3 separate regions of the Sus scrofa genome follow, and all the other regions are linked to region 1. Evidence: chromatin contacts called from public Hi-C and HiChIP or PLAC-seq data. All regions are on one chromosome and are shown on one strand. The core of a region is the stretch at or near the end of the contact, and the rest is flanking DNA. Distances in the headings are between cores, read along the strand shown.

Region 1 (3,583 bases), core at 158-2,657:
TCGGGCATGTAGGGCGCTGTAGGATAGGCGGTGGGCCCGCCGCCTGGGCCCCCGGAGCCGTCGGACGTGTTCTGGCCCACGCAGATCTCGCCGGCGCCGTGCACAGGGAAGTTCTCGCAACGCAGCCGCTCGGGCCATTGGAAGCCGAACTTGTTCATGAGCGCCTCACACCCCTGGCGGGCACGCTCGCACAGAGAACGGCACGGCGGGATGGCCTTATCGAGCACGGTGCACACGGGTGCGTACATGGAGCACAGGAAGAAGCGCAGCTCGGGAGAACACTGCACCTTCACCAGCGGGTAGAACTGGTGCACCTCGAGGCCCGCATCTTCTTGGTTCGTGTGACCCAGCAGGTTGGGCAGGATGGTCTGGTTGTAGGCGATGTCCGTGCACAGAGGGATGGAAATAGGCTGGCAGAAGCCGTGGTCCGGCACTGAGATGCCCTTCTCGCCGTGGTACGGCTGCGCCCCGGCGCCCGCGGGCAGTGCGCCCAGCACTGCAAGCACCATGGTGCACAGGCCCAGAGGCGAGGGCGACGCTGCCGTGCGGGGGCCCCGCATCGCCGGCCGCGGGTGCAGCGGCGCTCTCAGCCCAAGAAACGCGACAAGACAGCCAGGAGAGGCTGGGATCCCGGCAGGCGCCGCCGCGCCGGGCGCATGAGAGTCCTCCCGGCGCCGGGGCCGGGCCGTGGGCGGTGCGGAGCCGAGGGCGCTGTAGCTAGGGTGCTCGCGCCGCAAGGGCGCCGTCGCCGCCGCCGCCTCCGCCCAGCACTCGCGCAGCCGCCGGGGGCCCAAACACGTCTGCCTGGGCCGGGGGCGCCGATGGGGGGGAGACGCCTTTTCCTCGCGCCGGGACGTAACGGTGCGGCTCTTTCTGCGGCGAAGAGCAACAAGCGTCTCCGGTTACCCTTCAAAGTTTGCCCAAGTCTCTTGACTCACAGCGCACAGTAACGCGCGCGCCCCCCGCTTGCGTCTGGGCCCCCGGCGAGCGAGAGCCCGGCGCCGCGGCTTGCTAGCCAAGGCCGCCGCCTCTGCGGTGCTGCTCCGCCTCCTTGCCTCGAGGCTCAGTTCGCCGCCACCTCCTTCTCCGCCGCCTTCTTCTCCACTCCCTGCTCCTTTTTCAGCCCCAAAAGCTTGTCCCCAAGTTTCAGCCAAACGGTTGATTCTCGTTCTGAGTCCTATCGGCGTCTTGGAGCCAAGAGCTCTGCGAGTTCTTTGAAGAAATCCAGTCACACTGCGTCCAAAGCTATGAGGCCCCCGTGCTCGCGGCCTGGGCCTGGCCTCTCCAGTCCCGCGCAGCCCCGGCCGGTGAGTCGCGGCGCCCGCCGCCGCCGCCGCCCGCCGGGAGGGAGCGCAGAGTAACGTCTCGGAGCCCAGCAACTCCGCAGAAGAAGCGTCGCGCTCGCAGGATTCCGGGCCGCCCCGCCCTCTCCCCTCCCCCCATTCACAAACCACTCCGGGGGCGGGCCCTGGAGCTCCAAGACCGCCCAATGGCAGCCTTTGTTTTCTGTGTGGTCGCCTCCGGATTGGGTGGAAGTCGGAAGGGGCGGGCGAGGGAACCCGAGAGGCACAGTCTGCAGCGCTCTGGGCGGATTCCTGAGGGGAGGGGCGGGGGCTGGGAGGGAAAAGTTAAGAAAAACTTTTACCGTGAATTCGCTGGGGGGAGCGGAGGGGGGAACGCACCAGAAAGGGAATTTGCTTGAAAGATTTGTTCCTCTTCCGGGTACTCTAAAATACACATTCCTGAATAGAAGGGCGCACGGGGGAAGTTTACGGGGAGAAGCTGAGAATAGAGCAGCGCCACGGCAGATAGGGACGTGACTCGGAGTCACGTTAGCCCTCCCCGAGCTGAAAATGCTGGGCTTGGCGGGGGACTTTTGGGTAGCGGGGTCCTAAATGAAGGGTTCACTATGGGGCCAGAAAAGGGTGCGCATCGCGGATTGCTTTTCTCTCCCCCGACTCTAACAGACCACGTGAGGCCACAATCCCCTCTCATCCCCGCTCCCAGTTGTAAAAAGGAGGAGGGGCCGCGACCGCGAAGAAATTGGAGTCGGGCGAAGGGGCCGACGTAAGGCGGGAGGAAGTGCAGACCCCTTGGAGGGGAGAGGGTTGGGGAGCCGCGGGCGCTGGGGACCCCGACCCCAAGTCACCCTGCCCGCGAGCACGGCCCAGGGTCTAGCGATCTGGTATAGCTTTAATGGAGCCATAAGAAAACAGTGTTGGGGGAAATGGCTATTAAAAACAAAAAACCTGCGACCCGAGTGCCCAGGAACACTGTACGGTTTAGAGAGAGTATTTATCCTCTTTTTCTTAGTTCTGCGGCGTGTTGGGATCCCATCTTTGTCGCAGAAGCAATGATTTGATCCTTGGAATATGCGTTGAAAAGTTTAAATGGGTATTAGAAACCAAGGGCATTTGCTAATTAGTTTTCAAAACACAAAGAGAAGTTATCCTGTTTTCGGGTAGCGTTTTCCGATTGGCAAGCGTTCTTTTGTTCCCGGTCAAATCTTCGCCCTGCTGAAGGCAATGGGCGCTCGCGCGCGCGCCCTGCTTACTCCCGACGAGATCAGAAGTTAGGAGGGAGGGGGGCCGCTCTCCCTTCTCGCTGGACAGCGAGGAATATCCTGAATTCCCATGCAGGAAAATGACAATGTTGAGAAAGGAAAAATCTGCTTCTCCCTCTCTGTCTCCCTCTCTCTCTCACACACTCACGCACAAAGCAATCTTACGCCTTAGAAAACGTTACTCCTGGCGGAGCCCTTTCCTTCTGTCAGCTCAGTTCCAGGCGCTGGAGCCCTGAGGGATTTCTGATTGGGATGCATGTTTGCAAAAGTTGCTGCTTTTGCTGCTTCTGCTGCCCACGGTGAGCCTCTTCTCCAGCAAGAAAAAACAAAAACAAACAAACAAACAAACAAAAAAGCGATCCTGAAATCAAAGGCAGTTAATTGGGTTCCCTTTCAGGGAGACTTTGGCTTCCTCTGTTTTTCTTTTATTTATTTTCTATTACCGGTTTACTGGAAATCTGTCCCTCCACTTCACAGTTCTTTGTCCTTCTCCACTCTTGCTAATGGGTCTGGAGGGCTGGATCGTTTAATCCAAGGTAGGGTGTCAGACTGCTCACACTTTTTATCCGGCCTTCCACAGGAGTCCTCATCTTTTTCTTCCAAAGCATGTTTCCCCTTCACACTGGTTTTTGTTGTTGTTTTGGGTTTTGGGGGTTTTTTTTTTTGGAGGGGGGAGGGAGTTATCTGCCTCAAGATAATATAAAGGATTAATGATATTTTAAAAAATGTTTCATTCACTCCTTCTATTTTTTAAAGGGCTCCTTTTTTTTCTTTCTAAATTATTCTTCCCACCTAACATTGGGGAGCATTGATATTGATTGCACTGAAAGATGTTCTTTAAAGACAATGCTGTTGCTTTGCTTTGTCATTTAAAGTGTGTATGGTGGGGGGTTGGAGATCCTTTTTTCTCTCTGTGAGCTTCAGGATATTCTCCTTTTCTAAATCAAATTTTCATGCTTATTCATCAGGCCACTGATCTAAGTCATCTTTGCTTATTGAGGGAGAAATTGCAAGCACTGT
Region 2 (3,659 bases), core at 122-2,621, 77 kb before region 1:
TAAGGATCTGGTGTTGCTGTGAGCTGTGCTGTAGGTCGCAGACATGGCTTGGATCCTGAGTTGCTGTGGCTCCGGCTTAGGCCAGCGGCTACAGCTCCATTTGGACCCCTAGCCTGGGAACCTCCATATGCCACAGGTGCGGCCCTAAAAGACAAAAAAAAAAAAAAAAAAAAAAAAAAAAAAAGAAAAAGAAAAAAGAAAAAAAAGGATAAGCAATTTGGAGAGCATATAAATGTTTTGACTTGTATCCTCCCAGGTTAAGTTTTTTGAATTTTCTAAGTGTTGCAATATCCCAACACAACCAAGAGGGTCAAATTCCAGCTTAAGTCTTCACATCTTTTTTTTTTTTCCCTTCTGAAGGTTTATACTCATTTCTCTATGCTATCTGAAAGCAAGATATCATGATCTAATTGCTTAAGAATTTATTTCCAAATAGATGTTGACAGAGTCTGAAAGTCTCAGAAGGATCAGACAGATCATATTCCTTCCTTTACCAAGGTTTTTTTTAAATTAAAAAAAAAAAAAAAAAACTATGATCCTCAAAAAGCTTTCCTTTGTAGCAGCTGGGGTATTCTGTCAATCAACACTCATTTCTTGGACATATGACAAAGATAAGAGGCTCTCCGGGGCTCTTCTAATATATTTTGGAACTGAACAGAAAACAGATGCAGATAAACATAATAATCATAAAAGTGGGATTGAGAGAGAGGAATGGGCGGAAGCTACATGGGGCAGTGAGATGAGGTGGATTTATTAGGAAAATGTCCCAGAAAAGATGAGCTTTCCCCTGGAACTTAAAACCATTCTAAATATTTGAGGGCAATGTGGGCAAAGTCTGGGAGATAAGAGAAGGAAGACTGGAGGTTTCCTCGTCAAATAAATAGCTGCAAAGATTCTGGTGTGGTTGCAGCAAATGCTTTGCAGGAGTTGAAATTTTTTTTTTTTTCCAGTATACTGCTTCTCAAAACAAAACAAGCCTTTCCCATTAGTAGAGACCTTAGGAAGCTGGATCTGTTCTATGGGCCCTTGTAGGGAGATGTGGGTTTAAGACTGTCTGCCTTCTAGGGTCCCATCCAATTATCATCAAGACTGGAGGTCCAGCAGCTGTATATGGCAGTCCAGCAGCTGTAAATGGAGGGCAGCCTAGAGAGAGGCCAGTTGCTGGCAGACTGAATGACTGAAGATTCAGTTATTCGTTTATTCAACAAGCTCACAGTGAATGTGAGTGGGATTCAAAACATTGCTCATGGGACTAGGCAAGTCTCAATTTATTCAGCATGAATTTCATTTTTTGCTTTTTCTTCCTTTTGTTTGGAAATTATTGAAAGAGTTTTCAGTGAACATTTATTGTGATCCTGCTACGTATGTGTCAGGGACTCTGCTGAGCGCTGGGGACACTGAAATGACCGAAACATGACACTGACGACAATGACAACAAACTTAAATATGTAACCTAAATATTTCCTTTTCTGCTTCTGGCTTTTACTTTGCCAAAAGGGGAGCTACTTCTCTAGAAACAGAACGGACAAATGTGCAGCAGGTGAACAGAATCATATTTGTGTTCCAGCTGTTGGACCAGCTGTGTTGCGCTGACAGTGGCCTCCACCTGTCTATCTCCTGCTTCCCCCAGTTCAGAACCGAGTTATTTTTAGACTCCTATCACAGAACAGCCCGAGTGGAGATAGGAGTTCTTTAATGCTGACTTTGGAGCCGAAGGCATTCTAGTTTCTGGAAACCCATGTGCTAGGTGGCTACTTCCACAGCAACGGACACAACACATAAAAGGCAGCAATGTGGAACCTGCCAGCTGCTGGTGGGGGAGCTGATCCCCTTAGGAACCTTGGATACAGGGGAGGATTGACCCAAAGTCATCTGACAGCATAGGGCAAGGACAAGCCAGGGCTACTCAGATCTCCTGGCTCCGAATCCATGCTCTTTTTGTTAAGGCAGTCATGACATAACCCACCACACCAGCGCAGATTTTAATCTCCCTCGTCAAGAGGTCTGCTGGCTGTACGGCTCACACACACCTCATGACGGTACCTGGGTGGTTGACATTCATTGCCCTCTGACTTCATTTTTTTTTCTCTTCTTTTGCAAGATGGTTATTGCCCAGAGCCAGCATCTCTTTTCTGAAAAGTGAACATGCCAGAAGGGTTTTTGGAAACTGCCTTGATAGCTGTCAGGAGCCAGAGGATTCGCAGCAATGAACCAACGCACATAACAAGGAGACCTGATTGGATTACCAATTAGCCACCTCCACCTCTGGAGGGTGGTTGGAAAGAAGAGAAAAGGCAGTGTTTAGTTTGGGCAAATACCAAAAGGGCTTTATCATCCTCATCAAGGCATCAACACAGCACATTAGGCCTTCTCCAAGCTATTCCACGGGAACGTCTCTCCCCAGATGCTCCAGCAAGAGCAAACTTGTTATGCAAACATTGGGTTATTGTATCTGAGCTACAGAAGCACCTCTGTGTCAGCAAGAGGGGAGAAACTGGCTGACTTGTGTCTGTTTTTAATGATGTCTCTGCTGCTGGGAAGTTTTGGAAGCTGCAGGTAAAAGCTTCCCCTAAGAAAAGGAGGCTGACCTGGGGTGTATCATCTTACCTTTACCCAACAGAAGCTGCTCAGTTTGGGAAGGCCCTGGGGGGGACAGGTAGATGCTTTCTCCATCTGGGCCCAGCAAGAAGTGTCCGGAATTTTCTTGAAAAGAAGCACAAGCATGGGCAGTGTTAGCACGATTTTAGGGGACTGTGCCCCTGAAACCCCAGAGGGCAGATGCAGATGTGCTCAGGTACCAGCTGGGGTACAGGGTCAGCCTGACCTCTGGGGTTGGGGAGCTCCTAGCCATCATTTAGGCCTCATCACCTGGAGTCAGTGTGGGGTAAACAAGGTGGGATCGGCACTAGCCTATGTTATGCCTTTTGTGAATCTAGGAAAGGGGGATCTGTGGGCCTCAGGCAGCCCTACAGGGACATGGTGAGGCTGGCGGGGACACCTTGTGTGAAGGAGAGGGAGTCCTGTCCTCCAGGTGTATGCAGTCTGGCCCTTGAGCGCAGGGCTCGGTGATTCCAGCCTCTGCTTCCCGCTTGGTCACAGGCCTGTGTGCGGTACGCAGTGGCACAGCCACGCCACGTGGATCAAATGCTGGGCCTGCTTAGCGACCCCAGGGGGCTCAGGGCAAGGAGGAGAAGAAAGCTGTATTTCCCCCACTTGCTTAGAGAGATTGAAGGTGTTTCTATAACTGTACCTTCCCCATTTCCAAGGCAAAAGGGTCAGGAATAGAGCTGACCATTGGCCACAGTGGATGCTTACAAGTATGTAAACACACAATACACAGGGGTGTGCTGCACACACAGAAACACACTCACACGTACTTACACCAAGGTGGACACACACACAAGCACATACATACACTCACAAGGCATACATGCAGAAGGACACACATGTACCACACAGGAACAGGGACATACAGCAACACGTGCATACTTGTTTTCAGGCAGGCATGTATGCCTACATAATCACACATACATACACAAGTGTGCATGCGTGCACACAAGCACACACATGCACTCACATAGCTATGCAAGCACACACATGTGCCTCACACACACACATTCATCTACACACATTCAACCCACGCACCTGAGGCGTCAGGC
Region 3 (3,522 bases), core at 453-2,952, 100 kb before region 1:
CCAGGGGACATTTGGCATGGACTGGAGACACTTTTTGACTGTCACTAGTGGCCGTGTGTGTGTGTGTGTGTGTGTGTGTGTGTGTGTGCGCGCGCGCGCGCGCGCCACGTGCGCGCTCGCGCTACTGGCATCTAGTGGGTAGAGAGTTGGGATGCTGCTTAGCATCCTACAATGCATGAGAAAGCTCCCACAACAAAGACTATCTGGCAATGGTGTTGAAGTTGAAAAACTCTGTGTTAAACCTTTTGTATTAAATCAAAGCTTCTAGGAAAAACAAACATTATTTTTTAATGCCTGAATTAAATCCCACACAATTAATTTAATAACGTCTCTGGCTGTTTCCAATTTTTTTGTATTACAGATAGTGCTGCAATGGCCACCTTCACCCATTTTTTTTTTTTTTTCTGCTCAGCTATTTCCTTAGGATAAATCCCCAGAAGTCAGAAATACTGAATCAATGGATATGAAAATTTTCCATGTTTCACAAGTCATACTGCCATTTTGATTTACAAGCGAATTGAACCAAACTACAACCCATTGGAAGTGTGTTAAGTGTATCAGTTTTACCAATACCTCAGCAGTACTGAGTGTTACCATTAAAAAAAAGGTGAGAGAAGGCACAAATCTCAAATCTCAAATAAAAATGGCACCTCCAGTTTGCCTCAATTTATTTATTTATTTATTTTTTCAGTTTGCCTCAATTTAAACTGCTACTCAGACAAAAAATTTGCTATTCAGGATGAATCTTGTTTGTTCTCTATTATTTTTGACATGAATTGTTTATGTCTCCTGCTTCTTTTTCTAACTGGTTTTCAATGTTTTCCTTTTAAAATCGCTCATAATCTTTACCGAGCATAGCTAGTCATGCTGTTGCAGTTAATGCAATTATTTTTCTTCCTTTTTTAAAAGTTTTACTTTCTCCTCACTCACGATAGATATATTAACACTCCTGCTGGAATTTTCATTTACAATTTTAATGCTCTTTTTAGGTGCTAGTAACCTCACGCAACCTTTGGCCTCTACATAGAGAGGCCCTGGGGAAGAGGAAAAGCTTCTCTAGTGATTGATGTCAGCCACCGAGCTAAGAGCAGGGCTTGGACTCTGACCGTATCCCGGGAACTAATTTCCCTTAATCAAATGAAAGACCTTAGGAGGAGCCACAAGGCAAAAAGGAAAATCTATGTGAAGGAGAATACCAAATTCTGTGAGGAGCGTGGAGGACCTGCATTCAAAAAAGGGCACCATACCTTTAGGACTTCAGAACTGGCAAAGCTCCACATGCAGCTATTAATATGCAAAAAATGCCTTCATAAATACTTGATTCTGTTCACAGTGGGGAGGCAGTTCATTTGAAAGAGGAAATGGGAGCTTGGAGTTGAAACACGTCTGCTTGTCTCCTTTTTCTTTTTTCATTTCTCTTTTCATCTCCTCGTTTCTCCTAGTAGGTTTCTTCCCCCTCTTTCCCCAACTCAACCCCCTCCTGCGACTCCTAGGACGTTGTCGCCAGTCGCTACTCATTTCTGGTTTTGGTTTTACCGCCCAGGTCCGCATTCTCCACCAGGGGTGGAGGAGGTGCCTCGGCGGCGAGTCCCACCGGTTGCCCGCCCGCGTGCCGGAGGCGGAAGACGGGATCCCTCCTGCTCGCGGCCCCGGCGCGGACCGCGGCTCGGGAAACGCACAGCCGAGGGTTTAAAAACTCCAACCAGTAGGGGGCACCAGAGGCAGCCTCCAGAACTGGGTAAATCCGGGAACCCGGTCACGTCTGCAAAGCACCCGCTGGCTTTCACTCTCACCCGCCCGTCAGAAATTGCTTTCCAAATCGAGGTATGTGACTTCTCGTGAAAGCGTGGTGATGCCAAAATAGTCCACCCTTGGTGGGGGGTAGTTGCTATTTTGGTTTTGTGTTTTCACTCGAAGCTAACACACTGATAAAAAAAAAAAAGTAAAAGTATTTTGTGACTAAACTCCTAATGTGGTCCGACCCCAGGGAAGGGAGGGAGGGGGTGAATTAGGGGGCAGTTAAAGGCCAGGCGAGCAGAAACCCCTGATGCTGATAGAGATCAATTTTGTGTGACCCCCTAGCCTGCCGCAGAGTGGAAAGGCGACAGAGGGAGGGATTCACTGAATTTGCCAGTGGCTCATCAAGGTACGTAACCGAAATCTGCTGGGCAGAAATTTGTCTCTAAATCTTTTCCAGATGATTTATAGTAAACATGAAATTAGTCATTTACATAGAGTAGGTTGAGGAAGTAGTTAAAATTGAAGTGATTAATAAAGAGCCATTAGCCTCCAAAAGTACGGGGGTGGGGGAGGCGCAGAAGACACTCCCCTCCCCTAAGGCGCCCCACCCTCATTTTCTTCGCGTTTGGGGGCTAGTGGGGCGTCCGAGACTTTTCCTCAAATAACTTTCCTTTAGTGGGGCGTCTTCTTTTTTTTCCTTTTTCCTTTGGCCGGGCCAGAGGCATGTGGCAGTTCCGCGGCTGGGGATTCCCACCCGCGCAGCGGCAAAACGCCAGCAACTGCAGTGACAACGCGGGATCCTTAACCCACTGTGCCACAGGGGGACTCACAGGGGGACTCACAGGGGGCTACTTCTAAAGGAAATAAAACTTGCTTGAACAAATCAGCTGGTTCTGGTGGGAACAGCCCCCTCCTCTCACAAAGGAGGCACAGGCAATTCTCTCTCTCTCTCTCTTTTTTTTTTTTTTTTGCTTTTTAGGGTCACACCCATGGCATATGGAGGTTCCCAGGCTAGGGGTCTAATCGGAGCTACAGCTGCTGGCCTACACCACAGCCACAGTAAGGCCAGATCCCAGCCGCATCTTTGACTTACACCACAGCTCACCACAATGTGGGATCCTTCACCCACTGAGCAAGGCCAGGGATCGAACCTGCCACCTCATGGTTCCTAGGTGGGATTCGTTTTCACTGCACCCAGATGGGAACTCCCAGGCACAGGCAATTCTCAGAGCGAGCTGGTTTGTGCAGCCTCACAGGGGAAATGAGGAGACTAGAGTTTAGGACCCTCGGTCTAGTGGTCCTGTTTTTGACTGCAAGGGTAATAATTCAGTCTAGGACTTAATTTGACATGACGGAGCCACTCTTTCATTGCAGGTGATATGAGGTCTCTTAAAATACAACCATGAGGCTGTGTGAATTTGGAGTGTTTAGGGTATAGGAGGTATTCTCAAGGCCTTTGGAGTTGTGGAATTATTGAAATATAGCACAGTGTATTTTCCTCAGTCACAGACTCTCTTGAAAAAGAAAACCTTCTAGATCCCTTAGAAAGAGTGTCTTCAAAGCAGGTATGTTAAAAAAAAAAATTGTAAATATTGCTTCTGTGGTTCCTCAGTGGCAGGAAGTGTGGGCTCTGCCATGTTTTACCTCAGGGGAGGCCTGACCCTGGCCAGGGATTCAACAGTGAGAGTTCAGGTACTTCCTCAGAACTTCTCTAGGCGCATACGGGAAAACAAAACTGCTTATAATATTATTGTTTTTTAATGAGTGTGAGGGAAGAGGAGA

What was found. A called contact is a pair of places that touch in the nucleus more often than the background predicts. HiChIP or PLAC-seq counts read pairs in DNA pulled down with a chosen protein or histone mark.
Region 2: a contact with region 1 is called in an H3K27ac HiChIP or PLAC-seq map of skeletal muscle. The contact joins the enhancer-like site here to the promoter of FZD7 in region 1. A contact is called at or near these places in 7 of 47 Hi-C or Micro-C datasets (embryonic fibroblasts, epiblast stem cells, fetal heart ventricle and 4 more) and 1 of 2 datasets of contacts at active chromatin or transcription factors (skeletal muscle).
Region 3: a contact with region 1 is called in a Hi-C map of embryonic fibroblasts, with 2.2 times the contacts expected there. The contact joins the enhancer-like site here to the promoter of FZD7 in region 1. A contact is called at or near these places in 1 of 5 promoter capture datasets (liver), 21 of 47 Hi-C or Micro-C datasets (alveolar macrophages, brain, embryonic fibroblasts and 13 more) and 1 of 2 datasets of contacts at active chromatin or transcription factors (skeletal muscle).

The regions. Positions count from the first base shown.
Region 1 is chr15:105,641,988-105,645,570 of Sscrofa11.1, reverse strand. It overlaps FZD7 (frizzled-7), which reads right to left and starts at 1,407. Exons shown (of 1, transcript XM_013984388.2): 1 at 1-1,407. The coding sequence starts at 560.
Region 2 is chr15:105,719,188-105,722,846 of Sscrofa11.1, reverse strand. KIAA2012 reads right to left here. Exons shown (of 23, transcript XM_005672082.3): 11 at 2,608-2,703. Among named protein-coding and RNA genes, the nearest start is that of KIAA2012, 40 kb to the right of the region's middle. Within about 2 kb of position 1,371, at least 8 of the 83 cell types and tissues checked have an H3K27ac peak or open chromatin away from gene starts, as enhancers often do. A contact at or near this core is called in fetal skeletal muscle, omental adipose tissue and skeletal muscle, where this site is marked.
Region 3 is chr15:105,742,076-105,745,597 of Sscrofa11.1, reverse strand. All of the region lies in intron 13 of KIAA2012, which reads right to left. Among named protein-coding and RNA genes, the nearest start is that of KIAA2012, 63 kb to the right of the region's middle. Within about 2 kb of position 1,702, at least 31 of the 83 cell types and tissues checked have an H3K27ac peak or open chromatin away from gene starts, as enhancers often do. A contact at or near this core is called in embryonic fibroblasts, epiblast stem cells, fetal liver and 4 more, where this site is marked.